Regions from separate parts of the Sus scrofa genome. Here all the other regions are linked to region 1. Evidence: chromatin contacts called from public HiChIP or PLAC-seq data. All regions are on one chromosome and are shown on one strand. The core of a region is the stretch at or near the end of the contact, and the rest is flanking DNA. Distances in the headings are between cores, read along the strand shown.

What was found. HiChIP or PLAC-seq counts read pairs in DNA pulled down with a chosen protein or histone mark.
Region 2: an H3K27ac HiChIP or PLAC-seq map of alveolar macrophages shows a contact between it and region 1. The contact joins the promoter of DHRS4 here to the promoter of TM9SF1 in region 1. A contact is called at or near these places in 4 of 47 Hi-C or Micro-C datasets (fetal liver, heart right ventricle and liver) and 1 of 2 datasets of contacts at active chromatin or transcription factors (alveolar macrophages).
Region 3: an H3K27ac HiChIP or PLAC-seq map of alveolar macrophages shows a contact between it and region 1. The contact joins the promoter of NFATC4 here to the promoter of TM9SF1 in region 1. A contact is called at or near these places in 1 of 47 Hi-C or Micro-C datasets (liver) and 1 of 2 datasets of contacts at active chromatin or transcription factors (alveolar macrophages).

The regions. Positions count from the first base shown.
Region 1 is chr7:75,102,146-75,106,711 of Sscrofa11.1, reverse strand. TM9SF1 (transmembrane 9 superfamily member 1) reads right to left here and starts at 2,741. Exons shown (of 6, transcript XM_013978190.2): 1 at 2,446-2,741; 2 at 1,455-1,812; 3 at 1-409. The coding sequence starts at 1,796. It also overlaps a transcript of TSSK4 not described here.
Region 2 is chr7:75,253,019-75,257,354 of Sscrofa11.1, reverse strand. DHRS4 (dehydrogenase/reductase (SDR family) member 4) reads left to right here and starts at 1,761. Exons shown (of 8, transcript NM_214019.2): 1 at 1,761-2,002; 2 at 3,426-3,603. The coding sequence starts at 1,872.
Region 3 is chr7:74,926,300-74,931,114 of Sscrofa11.1, reverse strand. NFATC4 (nuclear factor of activated T-cells, cytoplasmic 4) reads left to right here and starts at 1,427. Exons shown (of 10, transcript XM_013978173.2): 1 at 1,427-1,814; 2 at 2,911-4,006. The coding sequence starts at 1,715. It overlaps LOC110261591 (a long non-coding RNA gene), which reads right to left and starts at 1,396. Exons shown (of 2, transcript XR_002345915.1): 1 at 539-1,396; 2 at 1-6.

The DNA.
Region 1 (4,566 bases), core at 1,492-3,991:
AACCCACCAGTAAAAACACAAGCACCATGGAATTGATGATGGACAACCAATGGATTTCCAGCGTTCGGGGAAAGAAACCACCATCATCACCACGGCGCCTGTCACTCCGACGCTCGACTGAAGTCTCAGACCAGCGCACACTGTAGGTGTGGGTGAGGCCTAGGAACTCATCAGGCCGTAACCCATCTAAACTGTGGGGCTTGACGTCTCGCACTGAGACATTGGCAAATATAATTCGATCTCCGTGGAATTCTAGGTGGAAGTCCAAATGGGTCCAGAGTCCTATCTTGTGGCTGTGAGGCAGGAAGCCACTCTCCTCCATGTAGCCCACAAAGCCACGGATTGGTAAGTCGTCCACCACAAATTCAAAGTAATACAGTTCCTCAATGGCCTGGCGCAGCTGTTCCACCTACAAAGAACAAGTCAGGAATCAGACAAGGCCTCCCAAGGCATTGAGTTAGAGCTGTGTTTCAACCTCAGCACTACTGACATTTGGAGCTGGATAATTCTTTGTTGTGGAGGTTATCCTATGCATTGTAAAGTGCTCCAGCCCCAGCTTTTTCTCACTAGATGTTAATAACATCCTCCAGTAATGACAATCAAAATATCTCCAGATGTTGCCAGTGTCTCTTGGGAGACAAAACTGCCTCCTGTCCAGAATCACTGTGTTGGGAGTTTCTGTCATGGCTCAGTGGTTAACAAACCCAACTAGCATCCATGAGGATGCGGGTTTGATCCCTGGCCTTGCTCAGTGGGTTAAGGATCTGGTGTTACCATGAGCTGTGGTGTAGGTTGCAGATATTGCTTAGATCCTGTGTTGCTGTGTCTGTGGCATAGGCCAGCAGCTACAGCTCTGACCCCTAGCGTGGGAACCTCCATATGCAGTGAGTATAGCTGTAAAAAAACAAAAAAAAAACAAAAAAGAAAGAAAGAAAGAAAGAAAGAACCACTGTGTTAGACCCCAGTAAACTGGGATTCTCTGAAATGAACAAGTATTGACATGGTTAAGAACCAGAAAAAGGAGATGGGCAAGGCATAAGAAGGTCTGGAGTAGACCAAGGAAAAATTGAGATAGGAACTGCTGAAGAAAAAAGTATGCCAGGGAAAATTAGGTAGAGTGTAAAAGAGCCAGTTGGAAATGCCGAGAGGTAGGAGTGGGAAGACATGACTACATAGGAGTGATAGTTGGTACCCTACTACCAACAGAGAAGCTCTGAGTCTGGATCCCTGGGCACCAACATCAGCTCTGCAATTTACTATCCCTGTAGTCCTGAAAAAGTTACTATGTTTCTTTGTTAATCAAATGCAAATATACCATTTCCCCTGCCTGCCACAAGGGGTTGTAGTTATTATCAACTCGGCCCATTTCCACAAAGCTGCTTTGCAAACCGTAAAGGCACGTTATTAGTCCCTGGCAGGGAGGGCTAAGTTCTAGTCAATGTGGAGAGGCTGACCTGCGCGGAATTGAGCTGCATGTGGCATAGAATTCTCTTCTCCACATTCTCCCGAAAGCGGATCTCGTACAAAGACTCAGCCATTCGGTCCCCATCCAGCACTTCACCCAGGCTAAGGCTTTTGTGACGAATCTTCTCAGGACAGCATACTGGAAGCTGATAGTAGTGGTAAGTCTCCTGAGGGTTATGATAAGGTCCCACTTTGTTGACATACAGAATGACGGGGTCGCCGGCCTTGTAGTGTGTCACACCTTCCACCCCTGGCTCACGGCCTGTGCCCAGCAGCAGCAAGAGTGGCAACCACCGGCAGCTCCAACTTCGAAGGTGCCCTAGAACTGTCATCCTTAGGCAGCGGAACCTGTTTGGGGGAATCCTGCAGTTATCGGAACCAGGGTCAAACGACGCCCAATGGCTCCAATTCCTCCCCTTGGCCCTTCCGACCCTCCCTCAGGAGGCCACCTCCCCAACCGCCACACCACACCACGTCTCTAAACCGAACACTGGGCTCTGCCTCTGCTCCCTAGTCTTCTCAACCTGGGGTACCCCCTCTGCTAGCCCTTCTGCTCCGGACCTCCCCGCGCGCCCCAGCCCGTTTCCATGGCAACGCCACGCGGCCTCGCACCTTCCCGCCGCAGCCCCAGGGTGCTCTCCGCGCGGGAAGGGCTGGCCGAGGCGCCGCCAGCGGCCTCTGCCGCCCCGCAGCAGCCCTTGCGCTCTTGCCGGGGTCTCCCCCAGAGCGGCGCGCTAGCGGGGGCCTGGAGAGGACCCGACGACTGACCTCCACGGGGCTGGCCGCTGCAGTGCCTGATCGCAGCGGCTGCGATCACACCGCGAGACACCGCTCCCAGCTCACTTAAGGGTTCTGCAAGGAGCTTTCCACTGCCAGAGGCCGGGCCCGGCTCTGGAGCCCCCGCGAGGCTTGCCTAGCCTGTCGCTTGGCAGGGGGCCCTCCAGGCGATCGGAAGGGCAGCTCAGGACACGTCAGTCTTACCACTTCCGCCTTCACCCGCGGGGACCTCGGCCCCTTCCTGGAGCCAGCAGGGGGCCACGCCCCCCCCGCGGCCGTTGCTGTTCCAATCCTTCCCGCTTTCCCCGGGAGGGGGCTGCGGTTGAGAACTGGCTTTGGGGACACAGACGCCCCTTTTGGATAAGAGTCGCCGCCAAGCGGGCCGCCTGTTCCCGGCAAGGTTTGGGTTGGACGCCTGAGAACAGTTCCCGCAGCGCGCCCAGTGACTACCCAGGACACCGAGCCCGGGCGGCGGCTGCGCCCACACCTGGTGTACGTCCGAAGCATTTGCGGGCTCAACCAATGGGACTCGCCACCCACTGCTGAGGCCAAGCCCCGAGAGGCGGTTCAGGGCCCCCAGCCCGGGCGGGTGTGAGGCTTTGGGCGTCGCTATGCTAGGACAGCGAGGACACAGCCCATGAAAGGATCGCAGAGTCTGGATCTCACCTGACTATTGCTCTACCAACCGTCATGAGTGGCCTCTCGCCCCAAACCAAATATGTGATACATCTTCCGAAGACTGTACTGGAGCCATGATCTTTTAACGACCGTCCTGTGTCCAGCGATAGCTGAGCCTGGGCCAGGTCTGGTGTAGAAGCACGCAAAGAAATAGGATGTTTGCACTTTTACCCCGTGAGTTGGGCACCCTGACACTTAATGTAAATTGCAGGTAAAGAATCTCAACATGCTTTGATTTCTGTGTCTTTATTTTTATTTACCTGTGTGTATGTGTTTGAGCCTCGCTTAATTTTGTTTTTTGGGTTTGTTTGTTTTTGCTTTTTAGGGCCGCACCCGAGGCATATGGAGGTTCCCAGGCTATGGGTCTAATCGGAGCCTACACCACAGCCACAGCAACGCCAGATCCAGCAGTGTCTGCAACCTACACCACAGCTGACAGCAACGCCGGGTCCTTAACCCACTGAGCGAGGCCAGGGATGGAACCCGAAACCTCACACTTCCTAATCAGATTCGTTTCCGTTGCGCCAGGATGGGAACTCTGCCTTTCTTAATTTTGTATCGCAGATTACTCTGGAAAAGTTTACACTCATTTGTCAAGGGATCTGCCATTAGGCAAATTACCCTGGAGATCAAAACCCAGGACTGTGACTTCGTTTGGCCCCCTGGGAGCAACATGTCGGGAAGCTGACTTAGGGGTCCCTCTCCCTGAGTAAAGACAGCTACAAGTCTCGAGTTGCTTATGGCTTGAAAAGTCCTTCATTTACTCACTTCAGCCCTCCTCTCCACAGGAGGAGGTTCAGATCCTGGAAGTAGGAGACTAAGATTTTTGGACAAAGAATTTTGTAATTAGAAAAGTAAGCTAGAGTGGCTTTGGGATAGTCTTGTATATGACAATCATCTGGTCTCTAAACCTGGGCCTCTTTCACAATTAACCACACCGCCCCACCCCCACCCCACCGCTAAAATCAGTGCCACCAAGGTTCCTCTGCTTTTCTCTCAAATATCTTCGAAATTGCTCTCCATGCTGCCTAGGTTCTGGCCCCATGCCCTCACTTAAAATATGACAACCATCTTGCTAGCCTCTTAGTCACCTCTCCCCTTGGATCCATTTTCCACACTGCTGCTGTAAGGATTTTTTTTCTTTTTTAATCTTAAGGATGTCCTATTTCCTGCAGCAGTGATTCTTTTTTTTTTTTTTAATACAAGTTTTAAATGTTACTTTCCATATGCAGTTATTACAAAATATTGGCTATATTTCCCATGTTGTGCAATACATCCTTGAGCCTATCTTACACCCAATAGTTTGTACCTTGCATTCTCCCCCTATATCGCCACCCCCACACACTCACCCCCTCCCCATATCCACTAGCTTATTCTCTTATACCTGTGAGTCTGCTTTTGTGTTATATAAATAGTTTGCAATAGTGGTTTTTAAATCCTGTTGTGCATCATACATATTCAACTAGAAACATTAAAAACAGGTGCTTGGGTTCCACCAAATCAGGATCTTGGGGAAGGAGGGGACTGGGCATCTATTTTTTAACAAGCTATGATTTTGATGCACACCAGAATTTAACTATGAGTAATATAGGAGTCCAGAAAGTTTGGCATATTAGCCCTCCCAGACATGGATCTAAATTACTTCTC
Region 2 (4,336 bases), core at 512-3,011, 150 kb before region 1:
GCCTCAGTTGTCAATAATTCATGAGGTTCAGACTGAGGGGCACCAGTCAGAGAGTCAGTTTTCCTCGGACATGGGGGAAATTAGACTCAAGCTCTCTTATCTCATAGGGATGTGCTGAGTACCGCAGCTGTAACGTCTCCGCAGAGGAATAAATGACAAAGCCAGCGCATGCTTGTTGTGTCATTCACTACGCAGACACCCCCTTCGAATGCTGAAATCCTTTTCAGCTCTTCAGCTGACCTACACATACACTAAATGAATCTTTCACAAGTATTACTTCTATTCAACAGTGATTCCCGGAACTGCATTTCACAGACCAGGATTGTTTCTCCTCTAATTGTAAGGACCGACATCGAGTTGTCAGACTGGTTTTTTCACCAACAATGCTTTTCTCAACTACCCATCTGCCTTCATCATCTTCTCTTAACCAAAAGACAAACTTCAAAAAAAAAAAGAGCAAAAGCCTTTCCCAGAAAAAAAGGACTATCGGTTAAGTTAAATGAGCTTAGCTTTATGAAACTCACTATATGTTCTTTATTTTTCCTTTTTTGCCTTGAATTAGTGAAAACACTGCCATGGATCAGCCCAACTTCTCAGCCTGGCATTTGGAGGCCATGGGGTTAAACCAATTCAGCTGCTGACACGGGGTCTGTCAGGGCCTTTCTACAATGTACCATAAGCCATCCAGATTTATTAATTCTCCCAGAAACCCAGGAGGGAGATCATTTCAGCTCAGTTGGCAGAAGTGGAGGCTGAAGTCTTGGACACAGAATTTATAGGCAGAGAGGACCTTATCCATCATCTACTCTAGCATCTTCAGCTTACAGACAAAGAGCCTGGCCTGTGGCGGCAATAATAATTACTCTATGGTGGCAATAATTACTATGTGTTTAGTAGTTTACAGTTTATGAAGTGCTTACACACTAAACAAATATTTATTGAGCTAGGATGGAGGCTAGGACCTGGGGACATAACGATTAAAGAGAACCTGAGTGCTCTCGACTTCCCTGGATTTCCACCACTGTTTAGGGGACCTTCTAGCCTCCTTGCTACTGCTTAGTCCTGAAAATGGAGAAGTCCTCTTACGGTGTAGGGTATAAGAGCTCCTATCCTGTCAGGATCTTTCATTGCACACACTGGTCACTACTGGTGATGAGAGTCCGCCCTCCAGGCCTATGGGGATGGAGGAAAACTTGAGCTAGGGTGAAGGGCAGTGCCTAGCTCAGCTGCTCCCCATCATGTGTCTCTCCTGGGCTCCTCCACCCTCACCTGGGACCCTCACGTGGTGCTCTGTGGGGACCTCAGGCCTCACTGCCATGGGCAATCTCAAAACATTTGTCCTCCCGTGGGCCATTGCAATTGCAGAAGTGGACTTCCTTGGAAAACGAAGTCCATCTTGGGGTTCTGGGAAGCAAAAGCAAGCGACTCATAGTCCCCTCTCCCCCAAGAAAAGACGTAGAAGGAGGGGTGAGAAGCAGAAGTAGAAGGAGGGGTGGGAAGACAGATGAGTCTTCTGGCTCCCGGAGGTGCGGGCTGCCCTACAGGAAACCAGAACCGACAGCACGGTCCACACCCACCCGCCACGTGGACTGGGAGACTGCAAGACATCACGGCCGTGGCCGGCAGGGGGCGGCCGAGGCCACAGCGGGCCCTCAGCGCAAAGCGGGCGGGGAGCGGGAAAAGCCGTCCAAATCTAGGGCTGGTGGGGACAGTGGAGGCGGGGATAGAGGGGCGGGGAGCAGGGGGAGGGGAGAGGACAACTGGGAGCGGAATGCGCAGCTGCGCGGGGACGCGGCTCGCCCCACCCCCGCCGCTGGTTCTATTTTGTCAACTTCCCTGGGCGGGACAGAACTCAGAACCTGGTCTGCAACATGCGGGCGGCGGGGCAGTTACTGAGGGCCTGTTCCCAGACGTGGAAGTCGGTGCGGATGGCCAGCACCGGGGTGGAGCGCCGAAAACCGCTCGAGAATAAGGTGGCACTAGTAACAGCCTCCACTGACGGGTGAGTGCCCGGGGGCCCAAGTCTCAAAGGCACCCCGCTGTCTGCAAACAGGTACTAATTCCTTGTCCTTTGCCTCCTGTGCCCCCGTCCTCAGGCCTCACACATAGCCAGAGTTCCTCCCAGGCAGGAAGGAACCACGTGGTTGGCCTGCGGCCCCTCGGAATGCCCAGGGCCTGATCACCACCCCACACTCATTGCCAGCCCTCTTGTCACTGTTGCCTCTGGCTCTACTGCTCCACCTTGGTGCTGACCCTACCTCACCCCCATCAGTCCAACCTCCCAGGGTCCTGGACTGAAATCCAAAACAGTCCAGATGCCAAAAATCCATCCAGTGCCTCCACCCACTGTGGAAATGTTCCAGGCACCCCATTTTGACACCCAGGAGTCTCACAGAGCTGCACCCCTTACCTAGAACAGACACAAGACCCATATGCTGTCCAGATTTAATTTTTTTTCTCTTTTTAGGTTCCCAGGCTAGGGGTCTAATGGTAGCTACAGCTGCTGGCCTACACCACAGCCACAGCAAAGCTGGATCCTCAACCCACTGAGCAAGACTGAACCTGTGTCCTCATAGATACCAGTCGGATTTGTTAACCGCTGAGCCATGAAAGGAACTCCCAGATGTGTGTTTAGTTCTGTACATTTTGGCCTCCCTCACCTAGCCTGTTTCTCACTAACCACTTTTGTCTACGCTGTTTCTTATCCCCACAGAATCTTGCTAGATGCCAGCTCTTCACAAATCTCAAATACAAATGGGAAATGCTAATGGCTAACAAGGGCAATATATGTAACCTTTTCTCCAGAGGGGGTATGTAAAAAATTTACGTTTGTGGAGTTCCCATTGTGGCTCAGCTGCAACCCAACTTCTATCCATGAGGACTCAGGTTCAATCCCTGGCCTCCCTCAGCGGTTTAAGGATCTGGCATTGCCGTGAGCTGTGGTATAGTTTGCAGACAAAGCTTGGATCTGGTGTTGCTGTGGCTGTGGTGTGGGCTAGCAGCTGCAGCTCCGATTTATTTGACAAAAGATAACTCTTAAAAGATAACTAAGGAGAGAATATTGAGATGATGTAGACTAGTAGATATTTGGGCGAAGGGGCTTTTCTGAGTGAGACTGTCCAATCAGAGTCTCACTGCTATACCCCTACCTCATTTCTCTCCCCTTAATCCCTGAGGGATGGGGGGCCTGTGACCATGGGAACCTCACCTCAGGGTCCTGAGAAAAATAAGTAAACCAATGCCGAACATATGCTAAGCTTGTCCATCTTTATGGTAATGGCTATGCCATCAACCTTGCCTAACACAGGAGGTCATACAGAGGGAGAGCTGGAATTCAGAACGGAGGCAGTCTGACTCAAGAGCCCATGCTCTTACTCGTTTCCTGTGCTAGGCTTGACTTATCCTTATCTCTCTCTGGCCCACAGGATCGGCCTCGCCATCGCCCGGCGTCTGGCCCAGGATGGGGCCCACGTGGTGGTCAGCAGCCGGAAGCAGGAGAATGTGGACCGGACAGTGGCAACACTGCAGGGGGAGGGGCTGAGCGTGACGGGCACCGTGTGCCACGTGGGGAAGGCCGAGGACCGGGAGCGACTGGTGGCCATGGTGAGCAATAGGATATGAGCACAGAGCCTGGACAACATGGGTGTGATCCATGCTGGCACTGTTAACTAAAAGATAACAGTGTGTTCCGCATACTCACACAAGTCCACCAGCACATTTTTATTGTGTAACTTTCAGTTCTGTCTCCAAAAATCATCCCATCTCAGTCAAAAAATCAAAAACCACTCTAAGGCTGCAACCCTGCACTGTCCCTTGGGGCACCCAAAAAAAGCCAGCTGGTCCTGGCTTTTCAGTAGCTTCCAATCTCATTGGGCAGATGAGAAGGGTAATTACAATCACAAAGTGGGTATTCCCACTATGAGCTAATAAACTGTTTATTCATCTTTTAAAGTTGAGTCCCTAGGAGCCTGCAGGAGGCAGCCCACCATGTTTCAACCACCTACTGTGTGCCATTCACTTTGTTCAGAGCCTTATGTGGGTTATCTTTTTGTTTGTTTGTTTGTTGTGTTTTGTTTTTTAGGGCCGCACCCACAGCCTATGGAGATTCCCTGGCTAGGGGTGGAATCAGAGCTATAGCTGCCAGTCTATACCACAGCCACAGCAACACCAGATCCAAGCTTTGTCTGCAACCTACACCGCAGCCCATGGCAATGCCAGATCCTTAACCCACTGAGCGAGGCCAGGAACCAAAGCCACGTCCTCATGGATACTAGACCGGTTTGTTACTGATGAGCCACAATAGGAACTCTGTGGATTATCTTTAAACAGCAACGCA
Region 3 (4,815 bases), core at 178-2,677, 170 kb after region 1:
ATGAAGCTGGAAGGGAAATGTAACCTGAGGAGGCCAACCAAAGGAGGGGGGGGGAGAAAGAAAAATCAAACCAGGCCGCCTCCCCGCTCAGCCTCGGAACATTCTTCTCTCCCCGCCGGCCTCGCTTCTTCTCCCCGCCCCTCCGGCGTCGTGGCCCTGGGCTCGCCGCCTGGGCAGCTCCGCACGTCACTGGGGTCCCCCGGGGCTGGAGGGGTCCCCAGGGCGGGCCAGAGGGAGGACGGGAGAGAAGGGAGGGGAGCCGCCTCGGCCGCGGCAGAGCTCGGGCCCGCCGGGCCAGCCCTCCCCTCTTCCCCCGCCCCGACGAGCCTGTTTCTCATTAGAGTACGGGGCGCGGTCCCCGACCGGCTCCTGAGTGTTTGTAAACGTCTGACCCAAGGGCCAGTCGCTTAACCCTTTAGGTGCAGGCCTGGGGCACCGGTGGTGGCGCGGTCCTGAACCAGAGGGATTTGGAGTAAAAATCTCTGAGGCCTGTTAGAGAGGTTTGAAGCACACAGTCTGCCTAGGGGGAAAGGGTTACCTCTCCCCCACGAATCTCAGTCGAACCCCTTCTCATACAGCAGGGCCCCACCATGCCTGCCCTTCCTAGAAACTCCAGTTCTGTCTTTCTTCCACCTCCAGCCCAGGTGACAGGTGTCCAACCCTGGGGCCCCCCAGGTCGCTGGGCTCCGGGGCTCTGGTAAACCTGGCCGGGGTTATCAGGATTGCCGGAGCAGGATGCCATCGGATCCGAGATTCTTTCCAGACTACAGTTCTAGGGAGGAGGGAGCCGACTTCCCGTGGAGGCTAATTAATGTTCCCTCTGGGTGGCTGAGACTAGGGTAGAGGTAAAGCCCGGCCTGGATCATCGCCCATGGGCCCGTGGACCTTTGAACAGTGCCCGGAGACAGCTAAATATTCTTCACTTTTGGAAGACGGGGAGAGATGACCTGTGGAGGGGCTGATTTGGCAGAGCAAAGGCTTCCAGAAGGCCTAGTCAGGGGGGCCTAGGGCTGGGAGCTTCAGAGGAATGGCCTGCTCCTCTTCAGAGAAGCCTGGAGCCATGCTGCACTCCAGAACCGGCCTGGCCTTAGGTTTAGAGGGAAATGGGGGAGAGAGGTGGTCCTCCCTTGTTAGTTGCTGGCTGCACAATTCTCCAGAACTTTAAAAAAGGTCTTCCGTGGGTCCTCTATATTGTGGGCCCACTATGTGGCCCCTTTAAGACGCTCGGACCCAGAGCCTCTGAACTTAGGCTAAGTTGGGGATTGTGGTGGTAGCGCTCCCTGCGGGAAATGATTGTCATAACTGCGAGCCAATAGGCATCATTATGGTCGTACCACGCTTGAGGGACCGTTTTCCAATTCAGTTTTGTTCTTTTTTTTTTTTTGAGGGGGAGGGACTGGAGAGAGGACAGAGGGAAGGAGGGTGGGGGAGGACAAGGCGCGCGTGGTTTTCCCATCTCATCCCTGGAGGCGGGGCTGGAGCATCCCGGGCAGCCAATCAGGGACAGGCTGGGGGGGGCACTTTGAAGAAGTTTGGGGAAAAAAGTTTGGAAAAGTTTCTATAATAACGAGGGGGCGTCCAGAGGGAGGCGGCAGCGGCGAAGGAGGGGGCGTCTCGGAGAAGGGAGGGAGGGAGCCACCGGTCTAGAGACTGCAGCCTCCTGAGACTCCCCCCCTCCCACCCAGCCCGGGACCTGGGGGCTTTGGCCGGATCCATGGGGGCAGCGAGCTGCGAGGATGAGGAGCTGGAATTTAAGCTGGTGTTCGGGGAGGAAAAGGAGGCCCCCCCGCTGGGTGCGGGCGGTTCGGGGGAAGGTTAGTGCGGGGCTGGGAAGGGGTCTTGGGGTTCGTGAGGGACGGGCGAGGGGATCCCGAAGCTGGGGACTTTAAGGTAGAGAGCCTGGGGTGAGAGATGAGGGGGCCAGAGGTTGAGGGGAGTCCCAGGGCTCGAGGATCTGTGGAGGTGAGGCTGGGGGCCGGGCACCACTTTCTCCTTTTTAGGTCGTGACTGGGGTGGGGGTGGGGGTGCTGTTGGCTGCGCGCCGCCTCTCGCTCGGCTCCGCCGACTGTCACTGGATGGGGGCGGGCGGGAACAGCGGTCCCGAGAGCCCGAGGCGCCGCCAGGGAAAGGGAGGTTGGGCTCTAGAGGTTGCCCTTTGGGGACCGATCCCTAGGCCCGCAGCCTAGACGCCGGGGGCTGGGGGCGCTCTCAGGCCCCGCCAGGGCTCCCCTCCCCCTCCCCTGTCTGGCCGCAATGAGAGGCAGATGGCGGGGATCGAGCCGGGGGCGGCGGCCGGCCGCTCGCACGAATCCGCACAGCCTGCGCCCCCCCCTCCAACCCCGCCCTCGCCCGGCCGGCGCACTGCACCCCCTCGGTTGCACCCCCGCCCCCAGATTGGGGGGAGCGAGGGAGGAGCCACCACCACTCGTCATCACGGCCCTGGCGCCCCCCTTCCCCCGGCCACCGTTGCGATGGCAACTGGGGCTCCTGCCAGCGCCGTTTGGGGGTTTGGGAACCGCTGCTAATTGGGTTCATGTGTGAGTCGCCCCCAGCCCAGCCCAACGCTTCCCTTAAACACGCCTCCAGGCCCAGCTCCAGCCGCTCTCAACCCGCCTCCCTCACCTTAAGACCCGCCCCGTCTGGTACCCCAGGTCCCAGGGCCAGGAGCTCAGACCGTGAGGTTCCCTGAGCCTGGCGTGCGTGGATCTGTATCCACCTTCCCACGTCCAACTTTGCTTTGTCTTGTGGCTCTGAAGGGCATCTCAGAGACTCCTCTTTGCTGAGGAGGGGGTAGCATACAGGATTTGGGAGGCTGTGCACTCAAAGAACCTAGACATCTCACCTGCTTCTCTCTCTCCCCCTCTCCTGTGTCATCCCTCTCTCTGTCCCCTTCCCTTTCTATTTTGACAGAACTGGACTCAGAGGACACCCCACCATGCTGCCGTCTGGCCCTGGGGGAGCCCCCTCCCTATGGCGCCACCCCTATTGGCATTCCCCGGCCTCCACCCCCTCGGCCTGGCATGCACTCCCCACCACCCCGCCCAGCCCCCTCTCCTGGCACTTGGGAGAGCCAGCCAGCCCGGTCAGTGAGGCTGGGGGGGCCGGGAGGGAGCTCCGGTGGGGCTGGGGGAGGCCGCGTTCTTGAGTGCCCCAGCATCCGCATCACTTCCATCTCTCCCACTCCTGACCCACCAGCCACGCTGGAGGACAATCCAGATGCCTGGGGGGAAGGCTCCCCCAGGGATTACCCCCCACCAGAAGGCTTTGGAGGCTACCGAGAGGCAGGGGGCCAGGGCGGAGGCCCCTTCTTCAGCCCAAGCCCAGGCAGCAGCAGCCTGTCCTCCTGGAGCTTCTTCTCAGACGCCTCCGACGAGGCAGCCTTGTATGCAGCCTGTGATGAGGTGGAGTCTGAGCTAAATGAGGCAGCCTCCCGCTTTGGTCTGGGCTCTCCACTGCCCTCGCCCCGGGCTTCCCCTAGGCCGTGGACCCCAGATGACCCCTGGAGCCTGTATGGTCCGAGCCCTGGAGGCCGGGGGCCAGAGGATAGCTGGCTACTCCTCAGCGCTCCTGGGCCCACCCCCGCCTCCCCAAGACCTGCCTCTCCCTGTGGCAAGCGGCGCTATTCCAGCTCAGGAACCCCATCTTCGGCCTCCCCAGCTCTGTCCCGCCGAGGCAGCCTAGGGGAGGAGGGGCCTGAGCCACCTCCACCACCCCCATTGCCTCTGGTCCGGGACCCTGGCTCCCCCGGCCCTTTTGACTACGTGGGAGCCCCACCAGCAGAGAGCATCCCCCAGAAGACCCGGAGGACTTCCAGCGAGCAGGCGGTGGCCCTGCCTCGGGCTGAGGAACCTGCCCCATGCAACGGGAAGCTGCCTTCAGGAGTAGAGGAGGCCGGGGCTCCTCCCGGGGGTCCTCGGAAGGAGGTGGCAGGCATGGACTACCTGGCAGTGCCCTCCCCACTGGCTTGGTCTAAGGCCCGGATTGGGGGACACAGCCCAATCTTCAGGTGAGGGTTGTGACTTGCACCACTGCTGTGTCCAGCCACCCCACTCTGGGGGCAGGAGGGTCAAGGAAGGGATAGGTTTGAAAAAAGGTCTTGGTTGTGTTCCCTGGGCATTTCAGAAGAGAATCTGCTACCAGCTTATAGCTGTTGTCATCTACTCAGTTTTCTTTCTTTCTTTCTTTTTTTTTTTTTTTGTCTTTTTGTCTTTTTGCCATTTTTTTGGGCCACTCCCACGGCATATGGAGGTTCCCAGGCTAGGGGTCTAATCGGAGCTGTAGCTGCCAGCCTATGACAGAGCCACAGGAATGCGGGATCTGAGCCATGTCTGCAACCTACATCACAGCTCACCGCAACGCTGGATCCTTAACCCACTGAGCAAGGGCAGGGATCGAACGCGCAACCTCAAGGTTCCTAGTCGGATTTCGTTAAACACTGCGCCACGACAGGAACTCCATCTACTCAGTTTTAAGGAGAATTTTTTTTCAAAAGCAGCCCCTTTGGACAGATGATTTGCAAAAGGACAGTTACTCCCTTTGGACCAATTAGAAAAAGCCCTTCCAACCCTCGGAGGACCACGTAGGTAAAGGAAGAATTTCTCTAGGGTGTCTCCCACCCCCAGCTCTGTGGTGAAACATATAGGGCCGGATTTCAGCCCTTCACTAACCTTTTTTTTTTTTTTTTTTAAGGGCCACAGGTGAGGCATATGGAAGTTCCTAGGCTAGGGGTTGAATTGGAGCTGCAGCTGTTGGTCTACACCACGGCCACAGTAACGCTGGATCCTTGACCCACTGAACGAGGCCAGGAACCGAACC